3 separate regions of the Zea mays genome follow, and all the other regions are linked to region 2. Evidence: chromatin contacts called from public Hi-C data. All regions are on one chromosome and are shown on one strand. The core of a region is the stretch at or near the end of the contact, and the rest is flanking DNA. Distances in the headings are between cores, read along the strand shown.

Region 1 (3,007 bases), core at 306-2,805, 270 kb before region 2:
ATATATATATATATATATAATACATATTAATAATCTACATATTGAAATAAGATCACAGGAACATGAATTATTAATTTTGGAGTTATAGATTTTAAGTTATGGATTTCCAAAGATTCTATGTGTTTTGTACAAGATTAATTAGGATACAAATTTTATTGTGATATTCATGTCAAAACAGTGGTACTAAATGATAAACAATAATATTACAAAATTATAGAAATTGAAATGGATTAATTTGGACTTAAAATGAATTAAATATGAATTTTTCAAGTTTCTAGAATTATTTTTGTTTAAAAACCAATTTCTATATTCCTTTTTCCTATTTTCTGTATTTCTTGGACTACGTGCATAATAACCAGAGAGCACAGGGGTTGTTTTACAAGTTTCAGGGACCCAAAGTAAGGCTTTGACTATGGCCAGGACGATGGGTTGTTTCACAGTTTCCATGGGGGCTGTTTAGCATAATGTCATGGCCAAAGGGTATCCCACATTCTGGGCCATTCGATCTGAAACCGGCGCCCATGATTAGATCTACTCTACCGTAATCCCGTTAAGGATTTGTGGCCATTGGATACTCTATCGATGGTGACGATTTAAAATCCACGAGATCAGATCCAAGTCGCAGGATCGTGATCCGAGGACCCAGGACAATCCCACAAAAGGGGCGGTACCCGTTTTCTAATCGGAGTCGTTCATCATTAGATCAGCGGTCGAGCGCTCTCCCCCCATCTAACCCTACGGTCGTGACCCTATCCTCCAGTCGCCCAGTTACGACAGCGCTACCCGGGCCGACGGTGGCACCATGGCTGGAGAACACCCGTCGAGGCTCTGGTTCCCCAAACACAAGACTGATCGGTGCTAATTGATGAGGAGCTTAAGGTGAACCTAGTCATGGGTATCATACCAGGGATGGAGACGTAGCTGACCCAGTCCACGGCGCGGAGCGGAACTACGACACCGTGACCACGACGGTGAGGAATCGCCGCCGCGACAGTGGCCATCACCTCTGCCCGAGGTCAGCACTAGACTCCCTCCTCCTAGGCGGCCCCTCCGGTGCTGTCACGAGGAGCAAGACGCTGGCGAGAAGGCCAAACGGCGGTGAACGGATTCCGCCCCGGTTCGGTCTACCATGCCCACACTCTCATAGGTCGCGCGGTACACAGAGGAGAAGGATGAGGGGAGGGAAAACCCACGCCATGGTTTTATAGATGGGCGGAGACCGTTGAGGAGCGCAAGCCATCGCCGGAGAATTCACCGTGAGCTCTGCCTGGTTTTTACCCCGACGGCGCTAGATGATGATAGGTGGGACCCCACCAGCCGGGGACGAACTTGAGTCCAAGCACGCGCGGAGTCAGGTCCGCGGTTCACGGCGGCGGTTGAGGATTCGGTTGGGTGGTGTTGAAGATCCGCGGTGTCCGGCATCATCTCAACAATGGCGTTTTCTATTTGAGTCTGCGGCCGAGATGGGGGCGAAGCTGACACCACAGACCCATACATCAGTGCCACGAGTGCGCTGAGGCTAGGTCGTGGGCCCCACCTGACAGCGACACCACAACGCAGGCACGCGGACGGCTGCGAGAGCGGGGCAAATTGGGAGTGGCCACGCGGGTGAAAAGGGGATAAGAAGTAGATGGGCCGCGGGAAAGATAAAAGTGGAGATGGGCCAAGGTGTGGATTCAGCCCAGGTTAGGTTTTTTTCTTTTTTCTATTTATGTGCTCTTTTTTTTCTATTTCAAATCCAAATTACAATTTGAATTTAGGTCTGAGTTTTATTTTCAAAAATAAATGCACAAACAAAAGTATTCTAGTATGAATATGATTGTTTTAATTTATTTTGTTTATTATACTATTTACACAAATGATTTTAAATATGAAATTCATATACGCTAAAACAAAGAATAGGTAGTTTAAGAATTAGAATCTCTAGTTTATAAAATCCTTTTGAGAATAATTATAAATGTCTATTTCCGCTGAGGGGTAACTAAAATCATATAGGGGGTACTTTTATTAAATCTTTTATTAGAAACAATATTTGTTTCAAGGGATGTTAACTTCCAGAATAAAGTAAGTATGATATTTAATTCAAAAAGAAATCTTTGGAGAATTTTTTCTTTAAAAAAAATAGGATTTTAGGCCTTACAAAAACTAACTTGGGATTAGAAATGAGAATATTTGGAGTACATTTTTACTGCCCTGAGAAGAGAAAGGAGATAAGTTTGGAGCCTGTTCCTGGGAGATGACTCAGCTGCTGGTCTGCTATGTTGTCAGCAACTTGAGCTCTCATTCTTTTACCCTCCCCTGTCCGCCATGCAAAGGAATGCTTCAACTTGTTCCTGTGCTTGGGGCTAGTGTGGGTTATGGTGAAGGTGTCCACGTGCATATGTTCATGCACTAGCTAGGCCTCAAGTCCACCCCTCCTGTGAACATGTGGAGGCCAATAGAGTTTACCCTTTTCACTTCATGCCACCACCCTCAACTCCCATAAAGGGGTACTTCAAATATCTCTGTGCTCCTCCACCACCACCTGATAGAGCATCAGTTGCTATCACCCTTGTGCACAGGGATGGCCAACTAAAACCATCCCTCCACCCAAGAAACCCCAGTGCCTCTGAAAAACCTGAAAGTGGTGACCACACACTTGTTCCTCTCAGTTCACCGTGGCCAGGGCGCTTCGAAGAATTTCATGCCCAGGGGAAACTTGTTCCATGATCTACATAGGTCAGTGAAGCTTGCCCAGTTGGTATTTTGAACTTTACCACTATCACCTGATTGGAACGTGGTTGCGCCGCTGCAGACCGGTGCCATGAGCGGTCTCCATGCCGACCTATCCACTCGCGACTTCCCCGCGCAACTTCGTGAGGGCACCATGATTTAGGAAGGTGAGTGATGCTCTCCGAGCCCTTGATTGGAACCATCCTGCATGTATGGCTCGAGATCAGGCTCGTCAAGTCGAAGATCTCACTAGCGTCGTGGTCAGAATCCGTGCGTGCTCGGCTCGGGCATTGAA
Region 2 (2,994 bases), core at 10-2,509:
ATTAGTATGTATTATAAACCCTATTATATATATGGTGTACTATTATTTTTATTAAAGTTTTCATAAATTTAAAACAGACTCATACATCATTCATGGGTATATATAAAGGACTTTTCTAAACAAAATCTCATTTTAGTGAAGCTAAAGTTGGTTTGAAAGCCAAACACTTCTAGAACACGCTGCAACTTTGAAACAACGCTGCTCAACTCTGAAGTTTATGAAGTTGCGCTGGTTTTTATGAAACTAAGCTGTTTAAAACACCTCCTTAGGGTAAAAAATATGAAATTTCAACTAAAGAGGTACAAAAACTGAATAGATTAGTTTAATCTAGAATATTATTCCACTCTATATCTTTTTAGATTCTTACAATCCAAGTTTTCTAAAATATTACTATTTTGTCACTATTTATAGGATTAAATCGTTTTCTTTACTATTCGAAGGCCTATTTTGTGAACGGTGCACTAACTAGAAGTAACGTATGATTAAGGGCAACAGTGCACTAACCGGAAGCAACATCTTACGAGGGGCAACGAAGCTCTAGCTAGAAGTAACGTATTCTGAGGGGCAACGGTGCACTAACCGAAAGTAACATCTTACAAGGGGCAACGAGGCACTAACTAGAAGTAACGTATTATGAGAGGCAACGATGAACTAACCGGAAGTAACGTATTATAAGGGGCAACAGTGCACTAACTAGAAGTAACGTATCAGAAGGGGCAACGGTGCACTAACTAGAAGTAAAGTATTTCGAGGGGCAACGAGGCACTAACTAGAAGTAACGCATACTTAGTGGCAACGCTGAACTAGCTAGAAGTAATATCTTTTGAGGAGCAACGATGCACTAACTGGAAGTAACATATTACAAGGGGAACAGTTCACTAACCGGAAGTAACGTGTTATTTGGGGCAACGGTGCACTAACGAGAAGTAACGTGTTATTAGGGGCAATGGTACACTAACTAGAAGTAAGTTATTAGATTAACATGATAAATAAAATCACAGAGATTTGACATGGTGAACAACAGCATTAAAGCGTAGGTTTTGTTGTTATGAACCCAACACAACTTGAACGGGTTAAAACGGAGCTAAAACGAGAAAGATATGAAGGTTTAAAGATTCGGGGGGTGAAAACAGAACTAACCGGGAAGTTCAGGGGTGATATCTGAACTGGCCCAAGAAAGTCCGCGGGGAGCGGCCTTGTAGAGGCCCAGTTCGGCTGGCCGCCTTTTTTTTAATCTATTTCTTCTTTTCTATGTTAGAAAATAAAGGGAAATACCCATAAATGGACAACACCAACGCCTTCCCCCACCTCTGTGCCGCCGGCTCCGACGCCTTCCACCGCACCGACGCCGCTGGCTCCACCGCCTACCCCTCCTCGACGCCACTGGTCCTGTTCACGCCTTGAGCCCTCTACTGGACGTCAAGAGAAGTGCTGCCCTGCGAGTTCGAATCCAGGTGACTTGTTTTCCCCATCCAGGCACCTTTTTCCAATTTTCCCGGGGAACCAAAATCCTAAACTATGGGGGGTTCAAAATTGCAAGCTTGTTCAATTACTCATAACCTCACATCAGCCTGTAAACTGCACCTAATCAGATTAACTAAACAAATCTATTGAGGGTTCTTGTCATCTCTGCTTTGGGCTCGCCACATGGTGGCCAGAATGTTTAAGGGCTAGTTTGGTAACCACATTATCCCAAGGGATTTTCATTTTCCTAAGGGAAATTAGTTCATTTTCCCTTGGGAAAATAAGAATCCCTTAGGAAAATTGAGCTCCCAAACTAGCCCTAAGAAAATATTTTTTTCCAACTACATGTGACTGGTGCTTTGTGCTACAACAAATCAGTTAATTTTATTTTATTTTTTCACATGGTTCACTGCTACTAACATGGTTTTATTTTATTTTTTCCTGCAAAAATGGTTGTAGATGGGTCAAAGGAAATTATAACGTTCGAAATGCATATAACATCTTGCCCTCAGACGACACCGTAATCCATTTCAAGATCCAAATCAGAAATGAGAATTTATTAAAATTGATGAACAAGTGACGGCATGAAAATGTATGTCTATTCCCATATATTGTACTAAAAAACTTTGAAGAATCACGTCTGGGGATAAATTCTATTTACTCAATGCAACTATATACGCACAGCTACTTTCTACTCATTATATGTATCAGGATGTAGGTGCATATCACATAGCAAAAAGGGATGAATGATGCTCCCTATCCTTCAGTAAAAACATTGCTTTTATACACGGTTCTTTATTTGTTCCAACATACACCAGTGTTTCTATTATATAGTGACCTATTGATGCACTCTCCTTAATCAGATTTGGGTTTAGATGCTAGTGTGTCATCAATCAAGCTGATAATTATGTTTCTTATGTTATTTTTGTGGTTTTTGGATTAGGCAGAGGCTCTCCATGACTTCATCTGTCTCTGGCTCTTCAAAATCACCTCGTAAGCCTCCGGTGTCGTACCGGAAATGGATGGATGCAGATAATCCTGTTTGTTGCAAGTGCTCAGGTGTTATGTTGGAGCTGACCTCGTGGACCGATTCCAACCCAAGCAGAGGATTCCTTCGTTGCCAAAAGGTTTGTTTTGATTCCACATTTTTTGTGCTATTATTCCACATGTTAGTTTGGTTTTAATTCCACATTTTGTGTTTGAAGGGATCAGAAGGGTGTAATCTTTTCCAATGGGTGAGTCCCCCCCCCTTTCGGACTTTGATAAAAAACTGATGTTACAAGTGCAGGATAAGATTTATGCTTTGAGAGAGGCCAACAACGATCTGAGAGACAGACTTGATGAATCGAACGAACGTGTGGTTGTGCAGGAAGCTGAGATCGCCAGACTGAGAATGCAGCTAGAGAAGATCACTAGTGATCGCCAGACTGAAAATGATTTCAGCTGTAGTGTTTGTTGTAATCTTGTGTTTGCTCACGCGCTTGTTTCAACATGGGGCTGTGGTCGACAGTAGCAAATCTTATGAACTGA
Region 3 (2,765 bases), core at 174-2,673, 340 kb before region 2:
CCAAACCCCAACGGTCGGCTGGCGTAGCACGCACTGGACAGTGAACAATGTTGTGTCTGGTGGACCACCAGACTATCCGGTGTGCCCATCGACAGCAACGACTGGAATAGTGGTTGGGGCTATAAATACCCCAACCACCACCATTCAAGCCATCCAAGCATTCCAACTTCCTCATTCAACACTAGAGCAAAAGAATAGACTCCAAAGACACAATCATGGCATCAAATCCTCTCCAAGCTCCAAAATCAAATCAAGTGCTTAGAGACTTGAGAGAGAGAGTGATTTGTGTTTCTTTTGTTGCTATTGTTGCTTGGTTGCTTTCTTCTTCTCGCTCTAATCTTTCCAAGCGCATTGTAAAGCAAACAAGAGATATCTAATTATGTGGTGATCCTTGGGGGGTCTTAGTGACCCGTGTGAGGAACTATCTTCCACACTCCTAACTCATTATTATTTATTTCTAATCCTAACCCCGGGTAAAGTGTGTGTTCAAAGTTTATAATTTTCAGGTTTTGCCTATTCACCCCCTTTTGGTGACTTTCACCGAGCCATCCTCGTCTCCCTAGGATCCCCAGAGCGTCCGCGCTCCTCGTCTCCGGCGAACTCCCTGCCGCGGACACAGGCGACATCGAGGCCAGCCATTCGATCTCTGATTGGGCAGTTCCTATTTAAATAAATTGTATCTAATCCTAACCGTCCATCCGAGATCCGACGGCCTAGGACCATCCCCGTACCACGCCCCTGCCATTGGGCCCGGCCTCCAGCCATCGTGCCCACACCTGCTGTAAAGCCCAAAAAATTGGTAAGAGAAAAATTGTAATAATAAAATATCTGCCAATAATGAATTCCTTTCCTTCATAAAATAAATCTCTCAAAAAAATAAATAATAATAGTATGGTAACTCAAAGCTTAGGTCCAAGTTTGGGAAGCAAAAATTTAAAATTTAGACTTGGAACAATAAAATAAAGTATGTTACCTAATAAAGGTTAAGAAAAAGAGTCTATATGTAAAACTAAATTATTACCTTGTTCAAATATGTATTTAAAAATTTCTTTCTATGAGATTCTATCCAACTAGGAATTATGTTGTTAAATGCCTATTTTGTATGTATGAGTGGCATACCTAAAATCATTAACTTAAGTAAGGATAAAAAAAATAAAGTGATAATAGATTTTTGTTATGATTAGTAATTTTTGGATTGTTGCAGATTTGAAATTTGAATTCTAAATTCGAAATTTGAAAATAAAATAAAACTGGAAAAAAGGAAAGAACTCACCTACTTTGGGCCAAGATTCACCTGCCGGCCCACCTTACCTCCCGCGCGGCCCAACTAATTCCTTTCTCCGCGCAGCCCAGCTTTGAATCGCGCTGCAAGGCGCCGTCGCGCGGGCCCCACCTGCCCGTCTCAGCCACGCACACACGACCAACGCTCACGTACTCTGATGCATGGGGCCTGTGTACCAGTCACTACACGCGTAGTCGCGCGCGCGCCAGCTGATCCATTCCTCTCTGGCGCATGGGACCCACCCTTTCCCCAGTTTCTCTTCCTCGCCGGGCATCTCGGGCATGTTGTTACGCCGCCCGATACCCCTGCGCCCATGGACTCCCCTCGACCGGCTACAAAAGCGGGCCAAACCCCCCTATACCTCCTCTTCCCTAGCCATCCGCGGGTCGCGGTCAACAAGGGGCGTGGGTTAAGCTAGTGGCGCCGCCATTTCCATGGTGAGAACGAAGAGAGAGAGAAAGAACCGAGCTATGCCATCGCCGGTGGGCTCGTCGTTGTCGCTGCCCCAGTGCCGTGCCGTGAAGCTCCACCTGTGCGTGGAGAAGTTATTGTGGCCTCGCCGCGTTGAACCGGCGCCCGAGGCTTGGGATTTCTTCACGGGAGACCGCGAACCCACTGTCCTCCGTGGTCAGCCTCTCCGCAGACTCCTTCTCTGGTGAGTCCTCATCCCCCACGTTCGCTATTGTCTCCTCTATGCGTAGCTCGGTTTAATCGACGTTTTGGGCACTGTGGTGGTCGGTCGCCTTTGCGCCGATGTTGTGGTTCCACCGCCGTGGAACTCGCCCACGCTACCGCTCGGGATTCCACCAGTGGGTCTGGGAGCTTTGATTAGAGGCATGGATGGCACAAGGTGCTTCGCTAGATGGGATTGCCGATCGGGGAACCCGCGATTTCACGCCGGAGTTGGTGCTCCACCGTGGGTTCCGCTCGCACCGTGGGCGGGCTCCTCTGCAGCCGATTGCAGGTGATCAACCTATCCATGTTATTCGTAGCATTCTCCTCTGCATGTCGCTCTTTTGAATCGGGGAGTCGAGCTTGCGTCGTGACACGTGCTCTGCCATGGTGTCCGCCATGGTGGGTTCCCTGGCCGCCGTGTTCAATCCGTGGTGCCCAGGGAAGAAGAAAGGGTTGGGGGAAAACCGTGTGTGCCATGGGATGTGGGGGTGTACGGCGGCGATCAGATCCCTGGCATACCCGTTGAGAGGATTGATCTGAGCCATTGATTGTGATCGAACGTGTGGCAGAACCTCCTAAGTTATTGGGCCCACATGCACCTGTCCTTGTCTCAAAGACCTCAGACTGCTATGTCTGTGCACCAGCTAACTTAACAGGATCCGTCCGATTGCCCCAAGGACACCAGATAAACCACTTACAACCAGAACCACGTGATTAAGTAAACACAAATCACACACATCAACATTTTTGCAGCGAAAATCTTATTACCAAATTTTACAGGTTACAAAAATTTTTCATTATATTCATC

What was found. Hi-C and Micro-C count contacts between places; a contact is called where the count stands out from the background.
Region 1: a Hi-C map of tassel shows a contact between it and region 2, with 4 times the contacts expected there. The contact joins the enhancer-like site here to the promoter of LOC100276090 in region 2. A contact is called at or near these places in 4 of 25 Hi-C or Micro-C datasets (ear, leaf and tassel).
Region 3: a Hi-C map of tassel shows a contact between it and region 2, with 2.7 times the contacts expected there. The contact joins the enhancer-like site here to the promoter of LOC100276090 in region 2. A contact is called at or near these places in 3 of 25 Hi-C or Micro-C datasets (leaf and tassel).

The regions. Positions count from the first base shown.
Region 1 is chr9:106,092,874-106,095,880 of Zm-B73-REFERENCE-NAM-5.0, reverse strand. No RefSeq gene overlaps it. Among protein-coding and RNA genes, the nearest start is that of LOC100382367, 18 kb to the right of the region's middle. Within about 2 kb of position 1,555, at least 17 of the 20 cell types and tissues checked have an H3K27ac peak or open chromatin away from gene starts, as enhancers often do. A contact at or near this core is called in ear, leaf and tassel, where this site is marked.
Region 2 is chr9:105,825,630-105,828,623 of Zm-B73-REFERENCE-NAM-5.0, reverse strand. LOC100276090 reads left to right here and starts at 1,259. Exons shown (of 3, transcript NM_001348922.1): 1 at 1,259-1,454; 2 at 2,408-2,591; 3 at 2,753-2,994. The coding sequence starts at 2,421. The coding sequence ends at 2,977.
Region 3 is chr9:106,161,984-106,164,748 of Zm-B73-REFERENCE-NAM-5.0, reverse strand. No RefSeq gene overlaps it. Among protein-coding and RNA genes, the nearest start is that of LOC100281477, 45 kb to the left of the region's middle. Within about 2 kb of position 1,423, at least 17 of the 20 cell types and tissues checked have an H3K27ac peak or open chromatin away from gene starts, as enhancers often do. A contact at or near this core is called in leaf and tassel, where this site is marked.